Regions from separate parts of the Mus musculus genome. Here region 1 is linked to region 2. Evidence: chromatin contacts called from public capture Hi-C data. All regions are on one chromosome and are shown on one strand. The core of a region is the stretch at or near the end of the contact, and the rest is flanking DNA. Distances in the headings are between cores, read along the strand shown.

Region 1 (4,172 bases), core at 488-2,987, 270 kb before region 2:
TAAGAATTGAACTCAGGACTCCTGGAAGAAGAGCCAGTGCTCTTAACTGCTGAGCCATCTCTCCAGCCCTCTCTTTTACAATGTAAAACACCATTAATTTTGACAATTTCAACTTATTTTTCCTATGTCTGCACTATACTTTGGGTATCATTTCTTTTTCCATTAATTTCATAGCTTTAGTTTTCATTATAGGACTTTACAAATTGTTTATTTCATCCCTTCAGTTCATCTCTGCCCTCGTTCTTCCATCTGTCCATTTTCAGTAGCTTCCTTTCCACTTCCATACACATCTTTTCCAAACACATCTTGTTCCTCTCACATAGTCTCCTATAAAGTTTCATGGTCTATTTTGGCATCATTTCTAAGAAATCTTTACATATTTTAAGATCACAAAAATTATCTGATATATTTTCTTCCAACAGTTTTAAAAGTTTTAAATCGAGGTCAATGTTGTATTTTTTTATAATTTTAATTAAAAATTATTTTTCCATAGCTTAATACCAAACTCAGAGCCCCATACATGCTAAGCGGGTACTCTACCACTGAAGCACAAGTCAGCCCCATTTTTGTTTTTGTGAAATATATTAATATATAATAATATACCATACATAATTATGAAGTATATTCATACATAATATATAGCATATATTATATTTGCAGGGGCTAGGAGTAGTAACGCACACCTTTAACCCCGGCACTCAGGAGGCAGGGATAGGATGATCTCTAAGTTTGAGGCCAGCTTGGTCTACACAGTGGGGTTCAGGACAGCCAAAGATGTGTAGAAAAACCCTGTCTCAAACCAAACCAAACCCACACAAGTGCCGCATGAGAGTGTGAGCTCTCTCACGGGCCCAGGCCCACCCTCCCAGCGGGCGGGCTCCTTGGCTCAGCATCCCCAGGACAGCCACTTCTCCCACTGCAGCAATGTTGTAGCTTTCTCCATACACAGCACCTTACGAAGTGTGTGTATTAAGTCGAGTATGTGCATGGCTTTGCACTCCTTTCTAGATACATATGTATGAATGTATACACACACACAGTCACGCGTATATATAGACATTTGATTCATTCATCCCTTTTCTTTTAGCTGCTGCATTCAGTGACCTGAGCAAGACTAACTTTACTGTGATTGTTCACAGTAAGTTCTGTTCTCTTCATTTTTTTATACTATAAATATATAACTACAAACACAAACTTTGGAAAGCTACAACCAACATTCTTGTAAAGGACTGTGGGTGGGATCTGAGGAATGAGCCCCAGGCATGCCCACCAGGCAATGTTCTACCACTGAGCTACTCTGCAGCCCTCCATGGCACAATTAATGTATACTTATAAGCAGCTACATATAGGGTACCATTAGAACTTACAGTATAAGCTGTCTCTTTATTTATGTATTAAATATTTAAAATATTCCCAAGGCAAACAAAAAAAACTGATGCTCTCTACCCTTCCCTGACTCTCAGGTCATCCTGCATGGAACATAAGTGCTTGTCACTCTTCTCCTTATATCCCTTGTCTCTGTGGGGTAAAAAAATGGGGTCCTGCATCCCTTGGGGCTAGTGCCACTGGGCAAGGCAGGAAGTCTGACTGTGAGCAACCCTAAGGAACCGCTGGACAGGCTTGAACTGTGGGAAGCCGTGGGATCCTGCTCCGGGAGTTGGAAAAGGGGCAGTCAGGGGTCCACGCAGAACTGCCTGAGTCAGGCTCAGTCTCTCAAGCACCACGGACCATCGGGCACCATGGAAGAGCCAGTTCTGGGATGCCTGGGCTACAGGGAAGCCAGGGACAACAGGTTCTCACTCTTGGACATTCCAGGCACCGCTGTATGTCGCGGAAGAGCTGAGAACAAAGTAGGGACCCTCGGGTGGACTCTGGCCTGGGTGCCAAAGGGAAAGGAGTAGGAGAGAGTCTAGCTAGCTCAGGAGGCTTGGGTTAGTGGTGGCTGTGGCTGGAGCGTAGAGCCCAACGGGAGGTTAGATGCGCCGCTCTTTAGGGGGAAACCTGCTCCACTGCTCCAGCATGGGGGATCCGATGAGAAGAGGCAGTCCATGGTTTTAGGGTATTTATTGTAGAAAGGCATAGAGAGGGAGAAGTGTAGAGAAGTAGAGGCCAGCCATGGCCAGGCGAAGAGTGGGGAAAGGGAAGGCGGAGATGGGGGAGCAAGGGAGCCAGAGTAAGAGCAAGAGAGTGAGAAGGGGCAAGCAGCTCCTTTTACAGTGGGCTGTGCTACCTTGCTGTTGCCAGGTAACTGTGGAGTCTAGACATCCTACGTGACTGATGGCCACAGAATTATGGAGCTGGGGCCTCATGTCAGGAGCCTATGTCTGGGAGCATGGCAAACGGGCCTTCTGTCCCTTGCAGATTAATCTGCAGGGTCTCCGGGGTTTAAACCTAGCTCGACCAGAAAACAGGCTGCCTTTCACGGTTCCAAATGTGTCCTGGCACAACCAGGCAGTTCCCTTCTCATAAGGCTGTTTTCTTCATCGTGACCTCTACAGAAGCCAAGCCAAGGTATCTGGGCTTCCCTGAGGAGGTGGGAAATAGGGGTAAAACAGTTTTAACTACTATTTCTGTTTTGGTTGCTCAGCTGAAACAAACAAACTTCATTACATTTTATAGGCTTGCAATTGTCTTATTAGCCAAACACCAAAAACATAGGAAGTTAACAGGTGACCACTATCTGCAAGAGTTCTCCAAATGTAGACTTTATTACAATCTAGGTTGTGACAATCATCTTCCTAAGTAAGTCACTAGTGTGCCAGCTAAGCTACTTTCTCTGGGACTGAAGTGGACAGAGAAAAACAATCAAGATAAAAGAGTCCCATGGTGTCAGAGAGGCAGGGTGAAGAGTGACTTCTAAAGTCACAGTGGGAGAGGGAGAGGGAGCATTCTGTCCATGAAGTTCTCGGAGGGGATGGATGCCCAGCAATAAATCTCACAATTAGCAGCCACAGAAGTGCTCCCCTTACAGCTTCCTGGCTCCACAAACATTCACAAGTAACAATACAAAAGGCTTTAAGTCATCTACTGAGTATCTTCAATATACCTTCTACCATCACTAGATGCTTAAAGCAAGATGAACAAACCACCAAAGGAAGCTGGATGTTCAGTTTCTACCCTGAGTTTCCTACAACTCAACTGAAGCCATGGAGAAAGCTACACTGTCCTTAAGAGTTTTCTGAACTGTTAGCTCATAAGACTCTACCACATAACGATTTTCACCTCCCCCTCATCTCCCTCTTCTCACCTTACTACTCAGAAAACAGGTATGCCCACGTTCAGTATAAGGCGAGAAAAGCATTTCAGGTAAGGGTGCCACACAAGTTACACACTTACTGTTATTAGTGAATGAAAAGGAGAGCTAAGTGATTCATTCGCCCGTCTTGAGGGCATCAAAGACCTGACTGTCATGCTTCAGTGCAGGCTGCTTCCTGAGATGGCAGACATCACTGAGCAGCTCAGACTCGCACTTAGCGATGTGTCTTAGTGGTAATTACTATGGATATAACGATCCCAACAATCCCAGCTGAGTTACTGTGTACAGAGGGCCTAACACTCCTTACCTCACACTGCTAAGAATCAGAGCTGGTTAGCTTACCAAAAAAGAGTTGGGGAGAAGCTACACAAAAGCCACATACAAGAACTATAAGCTACCAATAGCAGCCCAGAAAGATGTGCGATTAAGAACTATGAAACTGTCTCAGTATGGGTAGCTCACATCTATAGGCTCAGTAGGTGGCAAAGGACTACCATGAATTCAGGGGCAGCCATAGCTATATAGTGAGTTCCATGTAAGCCTGGGCTACAGACTCTCAGAGAGACAAAAGTGCCACAGGCCCTCTGGTCCCTTGTGCCTGCGTAAGAAAGGGTCTCTAGAGTAGATGGGCAGAGATAAGATGTAGTGACAGACAGTCGAACACGGAGAATGGTGTTGGATCTGAATGTATTGTTCTGGTTGAGCTTCAGACTTATATTACAACGAATTATCAGAGGATACAAATCACAAAAAGACAAGATACACTGAAATTCACCAGTTACAGCAGAAAGGAATTTACAGGGACTAATTAAATGTTTACATTAGGGATAACAAGCCCTGCCTAGGATCAGCCTAATGTCAGGCAAGAAATTCACACTTTAAGGTTAAAAGCATCAGGGGGTTGTTAACTCTTGAC
Region 2 (4,128 bases), core at 1,255-3,754:
ACATTGAGGGGAGGGAAAGCAGATATGGTGGTGGAATCCACCAGAATCCGTCACCAGATTTCTAACATGGGATAGTTAATGAGTTTAGGATGCTAGACACTGCTCCCAATGGTTGTGTTATCTGTTGATTCTAAACTAGATTGTCTGGTGTTTTCCATTTCTCAGCGACTCAACTGAACTCCAGGGGAAAGGTAACAGCGGAGCCTGGGTTGGTGAAAGTGCACCCCAGCTAGCCACGGAAATTTGGGAGTGCTGAGCGGTTTGACAGCAGCTAGCCACAGGGGTTGGATGACTGGGAATACTGCTGCAAGCGAACCGAAGGAAGTTGGGCAAAGGAAGTTGGGCGGACCACCGCTTAGGGATAGCCATGGGGGTGGGGAGACCATTGCGGCCAGTGAGTAGCCAGCGATATTGTGGGCTGATTTTTAATAACTACAGGCAACACATTCAGGCGTTTGGAGCTGTACTGGAACTGTGGAAGCCTCCTGCTTTGAGTAATAAACAGTTACTAGGTTCTCAGCCACCCAGCATGCAACAGCCATTATTGAATACCTCCCCATCTCCTATTGTGTGAACCATCCACTAAGCCCCCTTGTCTACACACCATTCTATTGACTTTGCTCCTCTAGAGAACCCTACTTAACCCATCGAGTACTGACATCTCACTTCTATCCATTTTGAACTTGCTCTGTCTGCTGTGGCTTAGCACTACTAGCCAAGGACCCAGAGGCACTCAGATTGCCAGAGACCCCAGTGTGCCACTTATGACATGGTTCTGTCATGCAGTGATGTGTGAGATATACCCACATGCCCTATGAGGGAAGCAGAGCCTACCGGACTCTATCAAAAATACTGCTCAAATTGGGAGCTGAACTAAATCAGGCAAGAACTTGTGCTGGTTTTATTCTGATGCTTTCAGCTCTCGAGTGACTCTCTGCTTACCTTTTGGGGAAAATCAGTAATTACCAATCCAATGCTCTCTATATACCAGGTATCCCACATACCTTGCACAAAAATGAGACGAAAATTATGCCAGTTTCCTTTAGATTATAGGAGCACAGCTAATAAAGACTCTCAGGCAGAATTTTTTATATTAATTGAAATATTTGGAAATACAGAAGGCCTGTTTGTCATCTTTTGCTCTGAGAGACAGCCAGTTCAGAGTTTGCAGAGAGCTGTCATCATTAGCTTAATAGTCAACTTGATGCAGCCTGAAGCCACCTGAGAAGGGAATCGCAGACTGGCCCATAGGCATATGTGTAGGGGATTGTCTTGGTTGTTAATTGATGAACGAGGGCAGGCTGTGCCATTAAGTTTCCTGAGCAGCTGGCCCTAGCTGTATAGGAAAGCTAGCATGAGCCAGTGTGGGAGCAGGCAAGCAGCATCACACCATGATTTCTGGTTCAGTTTCTGTCCTGACTTCCCTCAATGATGGACTATGATTTGGAAGCTGCTATTTAGGAAGGGGACAGATTGCACCCATAGGGAGAAGCAGGCACTTGCAAGTGGACATGAGGGACTAGACACTGGAAACCAGGTGTGGGCGGGACAGCTGGAGCCCAGGTCTTGGGATCTTGACAAGTTAAAACCATAGTGTGGGGTACCACAGATGACTCCACATGCAGCAGCTTGCAAGAAGGCGTGGTTTAGACACTTGTTCTTGGTTAGATGCTTTGTGACAACAGAAATCAGACTGGGCCAGGAGCCCAGTGAATTTATTAGAGGAAAAGCATGAAAATTTCCCAGAAGACTTGGGCCTCTTGGCATTAAGGGTAGGTTAGACTTTAAGAGTTTACATGGAATACTTTGTTAATGGGAGTATTTGGATACAAATTACTTTCCCTGGAAAGACACTTGGCTATATGATAATCCTGCGATGATGCAGTGTGAGCTTTTTATACCTTTATAACTTAGTGTTTGTGGTCAATAACTGATTTGGAACTTGGGTGTGGAAAGATAAGGTAACTCCCTTATTGATGAGCAGTTGAGATTTGAGTTCAAAGGCTATGCTTCTAATGGCTGAGCATTGCGACTGGTTCTTCATCACATCCTGTAGAAAGCTGTAACATCAGAAGGTTCACCCTGTTGAGGAAGGGAGCAGTTTGCACCCTTAGGCAGAAGCAAAGGCTGTGTGTAGGCACGAAGGAGTGGAGTCTGGAAACCAGATGTGGGGTGGCCCATTCTCAGCCTGGACCTCAGGGACTGTGATGAGTGGGAGCCATAGGGTGGGGTACCATAGATGACTCCAGATGCCGCAGCCAGTGATCGAGTATGGCTGAAGCAGAAAATAGGTTGTCATGGAAACAGGCAAACCCAAAGGCCAGAACTTGGGAGTCCAAACCAGGTCAGACTGAGATGGTATCTGAGGCCACAGCTGGAGCAAAGGGGACACACACAGGACCCTGGCAGACAGATTTCCTGACTGCCTGGCTGCTGCAGCTCAGCTGCTTCTCGTTCCTGCTGGCTGCACACTGGCGCCTGCTGCCCCTGGAGAGCCTTATGGTCTTTCTCTCTCTACTGGCAAGGAAACCCGCCTCTTCAGAGCTCCGCATTACCTCAGTTGCTGGCTCCGGCTTCCTGGAATCTGTGAGAAGCTCCTGGAAGGACCGTTCAGGCTTCAAGCAAATTTAACTATGGTCCCTTTCTCCCCCTGTGTGGGACTAAGCCTGGTTGAGAGTCAACATTTTTCTCCGGGGTGTCAGCCCTTGAGTAGTTAGTCACAGAGACTGGCTCAGAATCTAGAGACTTAAGGAACAAATGTTTGGCAGGAGGGGGAGGGGAGGTGGGGTGGTGGTGGGTGGACAGATAGTCTGCATTTGAAAAACATCCCCAAGTGCTGCCACAATGCAAAGACTACTCTTAGCTTCCCATTGAGTCTCATTTAAATCTTGCTGGTCCTCCCTGCTGACTGGTCCTTAGACAGCTGGGAGGGGGGCCTTCCTGTAGTGCTGGCCCCAGAGGGAGCTTTCATCCCTGGACCTCTCAACTCTAGTCTTGTACATTTTGAAATTATAATTTGTGAATGGTTTTTTGAGATCATAATGTAATTGCATCATTTATCCACTTCCCTTTCCTCTTCCAGCCCCGCCCACAAACCCTCCCTGTTCACCTCAAATTTATGACCTATTTACTTTAATTGTTGTTGCATAAATATGTATTCCTAAATATATAAATACAACCTGCTCAGTCTACATAATGTTGCCTCTCTGTCGGTTTCAGGGCTGGCCATTGGGTGTTGGGTACCCAGTTGATGCGCTCACCCCTGAGGACGACGGCGTCTCCCACCCGTGGCATTTCTTAATTTCCTGTAGTTCTTTGTGTCGGGCCAAGGTCTCATGAATTTTCTCCTTTCCCGGTTACCGCGTCTGTAGGTGTTGCCCTTGCTTACGTCACACGTAGGCAGCCATTTCTGTGAGATTGCATATGCGTAGCTTCTCTGACTTTTTTTCAGAGACACAGTCTCACGGTAAACTCTCTGCTTCTCTGGCTCTTAAATATTCCTCCGGCCTCTTCCACATGGATCCCTCAGTCTTACGCTGTAGATGTAGTTAGACCTCTGCTCGCCTCCTATTCTCCAGTGCCCTGGCTTTGCCAGACCTCCAGACTCTCTGATGAACCTCACTTTCTTTCCTTTTGATCAAAAATGTTTCTTTGGTTAATTTCTCATAATCCTCCTATAGCCAGCTTTGGCACGGTCTGTACAAATGAGCCACCCTAAAGTTCTCTGGACGGCATAATTTATTCATAAGGTATTTGGACCTTCTGATTCCAGGGATATTTTTGTATAACATCATTTTATTTAACTTCCCTCTTAAGGCAGTGAGATGGCTCAATGGTTAAAGGTTCTTGTCTCCGAAATCTGGTGACATGAGTTGGATCTTCCAGATGCACAGGGTAAGCAGAGAGGACCAGTTTCTGCAAGTTGTACTCTGACATCTTACAGTGGTGACCACTCATACACAGACTCAAAATAAACTTAAATAAATAAAAAAAACCTTTATGTATTAGAATTAAAATAGAGTCACTTAGCTGGGCACCATGGTCCAGGCAAGCCTTTATTTCTTCCACTTGGAAGTTTGAAGCAGTGGAGTTTCTATGAGTTCAAGGATAGCCTTGGTTGGCAGTGTA

What was found. Capture Hi-C pulls out chosen DNA fragments and counts their contacts.
Region 1: a contact with region 2 is called in a capture Hi-C map of embryonic stem cells, with 2.4 times the contacts expected there. The contact joins two enhancer-like sites. A contact is called at or near these places in 1 of 484 Hi-C or Micro-C datasets (nephron progenitors), 6 of 115 datasets of contacts at active chromatin or transcription factors (embryonic stem cells and pancreatic cancer cells) and 1 of 9 other capture datasets (embryonic stem cells).

Annotation. Positions count from the first base shown.
Region 1 is chr6:140,459,881-140,464,052 of GRCm38.p6, reverse strand. The region is part of intron 3 of Plekha5 (pleckstrin homology domain containing, family A member 5); the gene reads right to left. Among named protein-coding and RNA genes, the nearest start is that of Plekha5, 38 kb to the right of the region's middle. Within about 2 kb of position 1,737, at least 12 of the 459 cell types and tissues checked have an H3K27ac peak or open chromatin away from gene starts, as enhancers often do. A contact at or near this core is called in embryonic stem cells, where this site is marked.
Region 2 is chr6:140,191,972-140,196,099 of GRCm38.p6, reverse strand. No RefSeq gene overlaps it. Among named protein-coding and RNA genes, the nearest start is that of Gm38917, 92 kb to the left of the region's middle. Within about 2 kb of position 2,504, at least 45 of the 459 cell types and tissues checked have an H3K27ac peak or open chromatin away from gene starts, as enhancers often do. A contact at or near this core is called in embryonic stem cells, where this site is marked.